Linked DNA regions of Sus scrofa: region 2 is linked to region 1. Evidence: chromatin contacts called from public HiChIP or PLAC-seq data. All regions are on one chromosome and are shown on one strand. Each heading gives the region's core, a stretch centred on a gene start, on an enhancer-like site or on the middle of the called end of the contact. The rest is flanking DNA. Distances are from core to core; before and after follow the strand shown. Region 1 overlaps LIPC (lipase, hepatic). Region 2 overlaps LOC102158936 (a long non-coding RNA gene).

Region 1 (4,180 bases), core at 165-2,664:
CAAAGCTCCCTGTACTCCACCTTCACATGAGGTACTTGCCCTGTCTCATGGTGGTTCCTAACATTCCTAGAGCATACTTCGCTTAAGATCAAATTAAGATTTAGAGACCCCAAAACAAACCCCACCCCAAAGGTCAAAAGCTTTGGTTGATAAACCTCCTCAACTTGCTGTTTGGAGTTAGGCCCATTCAGACCTTATCATTGGGGCATGTCCTTCTACAAGCCAATCCCCCTGCTAGTGTCACAGGCCACTTACCTCAGGCATGCACTGGCTCCCTTGGGACGTGGCAGGGGAGGCCTCGGCTCTCATCAGACCATTAGCCACGTCCCAAGCGTGCCTGAGCATTGGTTTACCCAACTTCATTCAGAGGCATTCCATACAAGCCTGTTCTGATAACTGGCCCCTAAAGCATCCGCACTTGTGTACTTTTTTTCTTTTAACAGCCGCACCTGCAGCATATAGCTGTTCCCAGGCTTGGGGTTGAATCGGAGCTGCAGCTGTAGGCCTACACCACAGCCACAGCAACACAAGATCTGAGCTGCAACCTACACCACAGCTTGTGGCAACACCAGATCCTTAACTCACTGAGCAAGGCCAGAGATTGAATCCACCTCCTCCAAGACACTATGTCAGGTTCTTAACCAGCTAAGCCACAGTGGAAACTCTGCACTTGTGCATTTTTAACCATATGAGACTAAAATATTTCTGAAATGAATTACACTATCCCACTTGCTCAAAGAATTCATTATATTCTTAGTGACTTGGGGCTCCTATTAAAACACCTACTGTAACATACAGCAGCCCCTCAGAGCCTGGGATTATGCCTCTACCCTGTGGCTTCCACGGGTTTACTCTTTGTGGAGCTTTCAGTTGTCACATCCACTGTCATCAGAGGCTTGACCTCTGCAATCTCCTCCTTCTCAATGTGCTATTTCTCTGCCCTAAGAAATGAGGCAACCCTCCGGGCCAAGGGGCAATAATGTCCCTCCTGTCCTGTGTTCCAGCCATCACCCGGACCATCAAATGTGCCCACGAGCGGTCAGTGCACCTGTTCATCGACTCCGTGCTGCACCCCGGCATGCAGAGCACGGCCTACCTGTGCAAGGACATGGACAGCTTCAGCCAGGGCCTGTGCCTGAGCTGCAAGAAGGGCCGCTGCACCACGCTGGGTTACTACACCCACCAGGAGCAGCAGAGCAAGAAGAGCAAGAGCCTCTTCCTGATGACTCGAGCCCAGCCCCCGTTCAAAGGTGAGTGCGGGAGAGCCTTCAGAAGGCCAGGGTGTAGCCATCTGTCCGAAGGTGCCAGAGCTCCCTGAAGTCTTTTCCTGGAGCGACTTCAGGCTCTGCTCTTTGAGTGTTTTGGACACTGCACCGATTCTAGACTGTGCTGTCAACACAGCCACTCTCTCACTCTCCAAGAATGTGGCCACCTCGCTGCCAAGTGCGGAAGGAGGAAGCGTGATACTTTCTGGGACAATCCTGGGGTTGGCTTGTCTTCATCCATTTCCATGGTGTCCCAGAATGTTAGATCCAGAAGGCCTTGAGCAACTACCTTGACCAACCAGGTCTCACTCACTGTACAGGGCCCTGGGGGTGTCTGCAAACCCACGAGAACCCAGCGCTTTCATCTCTGCCGGGGCTGCCAGGAGAAACTTGGGCTGCAGGCTGCATTTGAGGTTCCTCATTTCCCCTCAAGTTTGAATCAGCTCTTCTTGCGAGAGATCATTGTCCTATTCAGGCCAGCCCTAGATGAAGTTCCGCTTCTCAACCTCGGGGCAGAAACCACACCCATTCTGCTCTCCGGGTTGAACAGTAGGTCAGAGAAAGGGCTTGGCCATGATTTGGGCTGAAGCCAGCAGTACTACTTCCCCTCAGCCTAAATCCTCCTACAGGGAACAAGCCAACATCTGTTGCCATTAACATTTCTGCCTAATCCTTAAAACAGCTCGAGAGTGATTTAGCATCTTCTAGTTTCAACAGCACATACTCGAAGCTGGGGGAGGAGCACAGCGCTGTGTGATTATTACTGTGCAGGTATTTGCAGCTACAGACATGAACACAGTCAGCACTGCTTTGCATTTGTGCAGCATTTTACACCAAACATTAGATGCAGCCTGGGCCTCATGGTGCCCACCACAGCCAAGCCAGGCTGGCAGAGTTGGTTACAGTCCCAGGGTAAAGAAGAGGAAAACCAAGCTGGGGTTCAGTGACCTGGCCACATGGCCTAGGACCCAGCTGCCCTCTGACTGCCAGGCCAGCGTTTCTTCCATGACTGCACTCCCAAGTTCAAGCTCCCAGGTGGCTTGTATGTTAGGTTCCTCTGTTTATCTGAACTTACTGCTCTCCAGCCACATTTCCCCTCCATGAGTCCCAGGAATGACAGAAGTTGGCTTGAGCAGCTGATAGCTTCTGAGAGCCCTTGGAATGAGGGCAGAATCTTTCTTGCCTGAGGGGCAGAGGGTGCCCTCAGCTGTCTGTCCTTGAGTGGGTGGAGGAGCCTGAGGCCTTGGAGCAGGTGAAGGAATTTGGAAGGCCTCCCCGCTTCGCTTTGGGGAGCTCCCCCGCCACAGGCTGCCAATTAGACACTCATTTGGGTTAACCAGCTCCTCTTTTAAATGGTGGAACCACCTGGAGTGATTAAGTTTCTTGCATAATCAGATTTCACTGGATAGACTTTAATCCTGGAATGTTATTGTTTGGAGAAACGGTTCAACTCCATCATGTCCCAGACATGGAAACCAAGGCACAGATGAGAGAAAATCATTTGCCCAGGATACCAAGGGAATTCCTGCCAGAGCCAGCATTTAGACTCAGGCCTCCAAATCAGAAGTCAAGTGATTTTTTTTTACCTCAGTGAGCCACCCCTGGTCTGACTGTGGAGGCAAGGGAGGGAGGAGGGTGTGTGTCGGGGCGGGGGGGGGGGTCGTCGTGTGTGTGTGTGTGTGTGTGTGTGTGTGTGTGTGTGTGTGTGTGTGTGTGTAGCGGGTCTTGCTTTTGCCCTGGGATCAGCTAGAAAGAAAGAGCGTCCTTTTTCACCTTCCAGGGCAGGGCTGTGCCTCTGAAATGAGGAACTCAGTCCTGGGTCCCGCTGGAGGAGAGCCACTGGGGGCGTGGAGATGGGGGCGGATGCGAGCCTTGGGAGAGGAAGAGGGGGAAGGAGGAGCAGCGGGCACAAGCCAGGCTGATTTTCTCCCCATGCCAAGGACCCCTGATGCCCAATCACCACACACTGCTCGTGGGAACTCACAGGGACCCCCCGCCTGTAAGGCAGGACCAAGGAACCACATTAGGGCAGCAGCATCTCATCCAGCAGCTGCCAAGGGCAGTGTGCTCAGCCACTATTTATTCTTCAGGCATCCGTTGAGCCCAGGTAGCAAGAGACCCTGCCTGTCACATGCGGCATGCTACTGCTGTCCCAGGAAGACAGACGAGTCCCTTGAAGACAACACTTGGGTCTCTTTATCACCAACCACTCATCTTGCTCCAGGGATGTCCAATGAGAATAGGACCTAGGGGCCGGTGACTTGGAGGTGGGACCAGGGGGCAAGACTGCCTGCAACTGCCCCGGAACCGAACCTCCAGCCCCTGACAGATTGCAGTGGTGAGCTGCAGCCTGCGCTGCATCCTTCCTGCCCTGCTCTGGGCCCTCCAGTTCTCCCCAGTCCTGCCTCAGTCTTTCAGGAAGCAAAGTCCTAATCTGTACAGCTTCATTTCCTTCACTCCTGGGGAGTCACATCCCTGCTGTCCCTTTAAGTGGTCCCGCATACCACTACACATGATGCTCAGATGACACTCCCCCCGCCTATGTAGAAGCTGCCACTCGTGGATACTGTGCAGTTTGTACAATGCTATGTCGCCCTGTATGGAAGCCACTAACCATATGTGGCTATTTAAATCACTTAAAATGAGATAACATCAAACATTTGAATCCTCAATCACACCAGCCACCGTTCAAATGTTCAAATATGTGACTGCCATGTCAGAGAGTACAGAAATAGACTGCTTCCCTCATCCAGAAAGTTCTGTTGATGGTGCAGGCATCAGGTCTTTAATCTAGGCCACCATAACTGCACCCTTCTTCACCCATCATGACCATGATCGTCTCTGACGTGGGCCAAAAAAGCCTATTTCACTGGCCGCCTGCAGCAGTGGATGAATACTTCCAGAGTCATAAAGGA
Region 2 (4,107 bases), core at 538-3,037, 140 kb before region 1:
CTGATTCTTTTGTCAATTGCCCTTGAGGCATTTTACAACAGTGTGCTTTGTAGATAACTAACAGCAACACAAAATGCAGGTTCCATGCTGCTCTGTGACAGTTTGATTGACTGCCCTAGAAGCTAGTTGTGCTTCCATTTGATTGGCCCATTCATTTCATCTCTTTATCCCTTTAATTTTTTTTTTTGGGGGGGGGGCCTCACCTTGGTGTGTGGAGGTTCCCAGGCTAGATGTCGGAGCTGTAGCTGCTGGCCTATGCCACAGCCACACAGCAACTCAGGATCTGAGCTGCGTCTGTGGCCTACACTACAGCTCATGGCAACGGCGGATCCTTAACCCACTGAGGGAGGCCAGGGATTGAACCCTCATCCTCACAGTTTCTAGTCAGGTTCGTTAACCACTGAGCCACAAAGGGAACTCCCATCCATATAAATTTGTGAGGGATTTGGCTTTTCCTTTGAACTGCTTGTAATACCCTTACCAGCTTCCACATTAGTAAGTTAAATAAAATACCCTATGTTCAACTTTATTTCTGAATGAGAGTCATGATTTTACCTTTTTTAAAAAAATTGTCTTAGAATTATCAAAGCATGTCAGAGCATCTCATGGTTGCATTGTGGAGGACTTAGGCATGACCCAACCCAAATGGTGATGGTGTGTAAATTAGATCTTTTGTAGCATAGTCTCACCCTGACAATTTCCTGTCAAACATTCTGTTATCTCCATGCCAAAACTTCTGGGCAAAGGCTCCAGTCCCCTTATCTTGGCTGGTCTTTTTTTTTTTACTGTTGATTGGGAAAATTAATCTGTGTATAAATTATAAAATTCCATCCTAGTGAGGCAGAATATTAATTCAGGTAGTCAGTGTAGAAACATGGGCTTTGATATATTCTTTAATATGGCTATTGATTAACATTTGTTGCTTAAGGGCTCCAGGGAGTAACATCCCCACAGGCCTTGTTTACTATAGGGAGTGTACCTATGCCCAGATGGACATTAATCTCTAATCCCCTGTGACTAAGTTTATGGGAAGAAAAGGACAAAGAAACCATGAGACCTACAGGACATTTCCACCCCTATAAGCCCTATTGGATAAGGACTGATATGGGTAATTGAGCAAGGCCAATGGGAGAAAACCCCATCTTTCTGGACCCCCACATTGGTACCCCCCCATCTTTAAGGAATAAAAACTCCTATGGGACAATAGAGAGTGGGGGCTCTTCTCCCCCTCCCAGCAGCCCTGGGAGCTATTTGCTTTCCTTTAACAAGCCTTTGCTTGCTTGCTGCATGTGTGTTCCCAGAGTTCATTCTTCGACTGCCGTGAACAAGAACCCGGATTCCGGTATCATTTTTCCGGTATCACCACCATTATGTCTCCATTATTTCTATCTTCTGCTCTGTTTCATGGGCTAAGTGTTTTAGGCTCTTTCCATTAAATAGCTGAGAAAAGGCTTGAGAACATTTGTTCTGAAAATAACATTAATAATAAACACATGATCTACATCTTTATCAGAGGGCAAAAGCACAACTCAATTCCATTTTTTTAACCTTAGATCCACAAAGCTCTCACAGCCATTTCCTACTACACCTGGTAAAACTACTTTTGTTGTGTGTGCTTGTGAGTTAGACAAACGTAATTCAGATTTTATTCCACCACTTACTAGAATATGGATTTGGACAACTCAGTAACCTCCCAAAGCCTCAGTTTTCCTCTCTCTATAAAGGGCATAATCATACATGCGTCATCATAGGTTCCTGAGGTTTCGATGACATCACACAGTCTGGCGTCTTTGGGAGTTGGCCCCTGAACTATTAACCCCTGACTTCTAAGCCTGTCTAGGAATTGATGACTAACCATGACAGCAAGATACCCTATGGAAAAATATAAGCCACTGGCAGCACTTAAAGTAGACACTGGGAACCAGTCCTGATTTTTTGCAGCCAAGGACTTCACTTGCTAACTTCAGAAATCTTTGGTGAGATGAGCATGTGACACGGACCAACCACAAGCTGCTGTAGAGAGGACTGGGGCATTTTGATCTGAGTGGAGCCCCGTTCCTGCCTGATACCCAGAACAAGGACAGTGCCCCTGGCTATCTCATAGTCAGAAGCACTGGGGCCCAGAGAAACAGAGCTGCTACGCTGATGGCCCACCTTCCCAAACTGTGCCCTTCAGTTACTGCAATCAGCCCATTCAGTTCATAGCTTGGTTGGTCTCCCAGAAGAGCCCAGCATGATCACCCCTCACCAAGCCTAATCACGTCCCGAAGCCGCTGGAGAACTCAGGCACAGAGCCTATTCTATGCCCACCTCTTTCCCACAGGGGAGAAAGCCCTTGTCAAACTTGAAGGAGCCAGCAAAGGTCCATGTCTATCTGGCTGTTTAAAGCCACCTTACATCTTTCCTTCCTTCTGCTTCCAAGCATAATGCAAATAGAGAAAAAAAAGTTTCCATAATACTGGAACTACTAAAATCATAAAATGCATTATTATTCCAGAGTATCCAGTCACAAAAAAGGCAGCCCTGGTTTTTTCTTTCTCTCCTTCTTTCTTTCTTTCTCTTTCTTCCTTTCCTTCTTTCTTTCATTGTCTCACAAACCAGCTGAAATTCCGATGGGGAGAATAAATGGGCTACCACAGAGCAGGAAACATACAATTAAACGTAGAAGGAGATCTCGGCTCTTGGCCCCTGTGCAATTCACTTTAGACTTTGGGAAGGAGAGAGTATCAGAGTTTACATGGACCCAGAAGTCCTTAGATCCAGTCCACATAATTAGCTGTGGCCTTATACAAGGAACCTCAGAGTCCCAGTTTTCCCACCCGTCAGAGGAAGTAATTTTTATCTCACTTGTTAACAAAAATCAAATGAGCTCTGATTGTGCCAAGAGTTGTTACAAGCACATTGCATGTGATAATGTTTCATTCTCACACTTCCATTTTACAGATGAGAAAACTGAGGCAAAGAGAGGTTACACTATTTGCACAAGGTCACACAACTAGTCAGAGGCAGAGCCCATGAAGACCTGAATCTGCAAAGGTTAAATCAATGCAGGTGGGATGATCTTGGATGAATATCTGCTTGAAAATGCTTGACACATTTCATTCTTTCAAATAGTCTAAAACACCATCTGCAACCTTATTTTCACCTTTCATTTGTTTGCTTGTCTTAAAGAAAAACAAAAAAGCAGATAAGGAAAAGGTTAGGCTCCAGGCCAACCCCTTTTCTTTTCTGTTTATTTTTTTAGATTTTTATTATTTTTTACTATAGTTGATTTACAATGTTCTGTCAATTTCTGCTGTACAGCAAAGTGACTCAGTCATATATATATATAAATATATATACATTCTTTTTCTCACATTACCCTCCATCATGTTCCATCACAAGTGATTAGATATAGTTCCCTGTGCTATACAGCAGGATCTCACAGCTCATCCACTCCAAATGCAATAGTTTGCATCTATTAACCCCAAACTCCCAGTTCTTCCCACTCCCTCTCCCTCTCCCCCAACGCCTTTCCTAATAAGGACATCCCCAAGCCAACTCAAAGAACTGTCTCTACTTGTTTTTGTAATGTTACCGCAAGGTACAAGAATGTCCACACAGATGGATCTGTGACCTAACAAATGTTTGGTCAATTTCCTGGTGGCAGCCTGGTGGTCCCAATCAGACGTGGGGGAAGGTAGTCATTTTCCAATGTTTGAGCCTGCAAACTTTGTAAATTTCATCTTGACAGTGGAGGGTTGATGGGTAGGAAAGAAAGTTCAGTGCAGGCCTGAGAAAATTCAGGGCTTAAGGGCTCGTGGTAAAGAAAACTGGCTGACCCTGGACTCAGGTGACATTGATTCCCCTCTCTCAGCCTTTTACTGGCAAAATATGGTACTGTCCTACTTCTTAATCTCTTAAATCTCACCTGTAGAATGAGGGAAATAAGAGTACCAACGCAAAATGTATTGTTGTATTTACTCTTTTCTTGGAAATCTGCCAAGAGGCTGCCATTCTCACCTATCCCTGGTGTCTGATGATGAAAGCTAGAATATCTGATTCGGAACATAAAAAACCCTGTCTCTCTCATCAGTGACTTTCACCTTGATCCCCTGGCTTCTCCCT

The links. HiChIP or PLAC-seq counts read pairs in DNA pulled down with a chosen protein or histone mark.
Region 2: an H3K27ac HiChIP or PLAC-seq map of alveolar macrophages shows a contact between it and region 1. The contact joins two enhancer-like sites. A contact is called at or near these places in 1 of 5 promoter capture datasets (fetal liver) and 2 of 2 datasets of contacts at active chromatin or transcription factors (alveolar macrophages and skeletal muscle).

What each region holds. Positions count from the first base shown.
Region 1 is chr1:113,450,080-113,454,259 of Sscrofa11.1, reverse strand. It overlaps LIPC (lipase, hepatic), which reads left to right. Exons shown (of 9, transcript NM_001143714.1): 6 at 1,005-1,250. The region is part of intron 1 of LOC102158936 (a long non-coding RNA gene); the gene reads right to left. Among named protein-coding and RNA genes, the nearest start is that of LIPC, 130 kb to the left of the region's middle. Within about 2 kb of position 1,414, at least 38 of the 83 cell types and tissues checked have an H3K27ac peak or open chromatin away from gene starts, as enhancers often do. A contact at or near this core is called in alveolar macrophages, where this site is marked.
Region 2 is chr1:113,588,306-113,592,412 of Sscrofa11.1, reverse strand. The region is part of intron 4 of LOC102158936 (a long non-coding RNA gene); the gene reads right to left. It also overlaps a transcript of LIPC not described here. Among named protein-coding and RNA genes, the nearest start is that of LIPC, 6.6 kb to the right of the region's middle. Within about 2 kb of position 1,787, at least 2 of the 83 cell types and tissues checked have an H3K27ac peak or open chromatin away from gene starts, as enhancers often do. A contact at or near this core is called in alveolar macrophages, where this site is marked.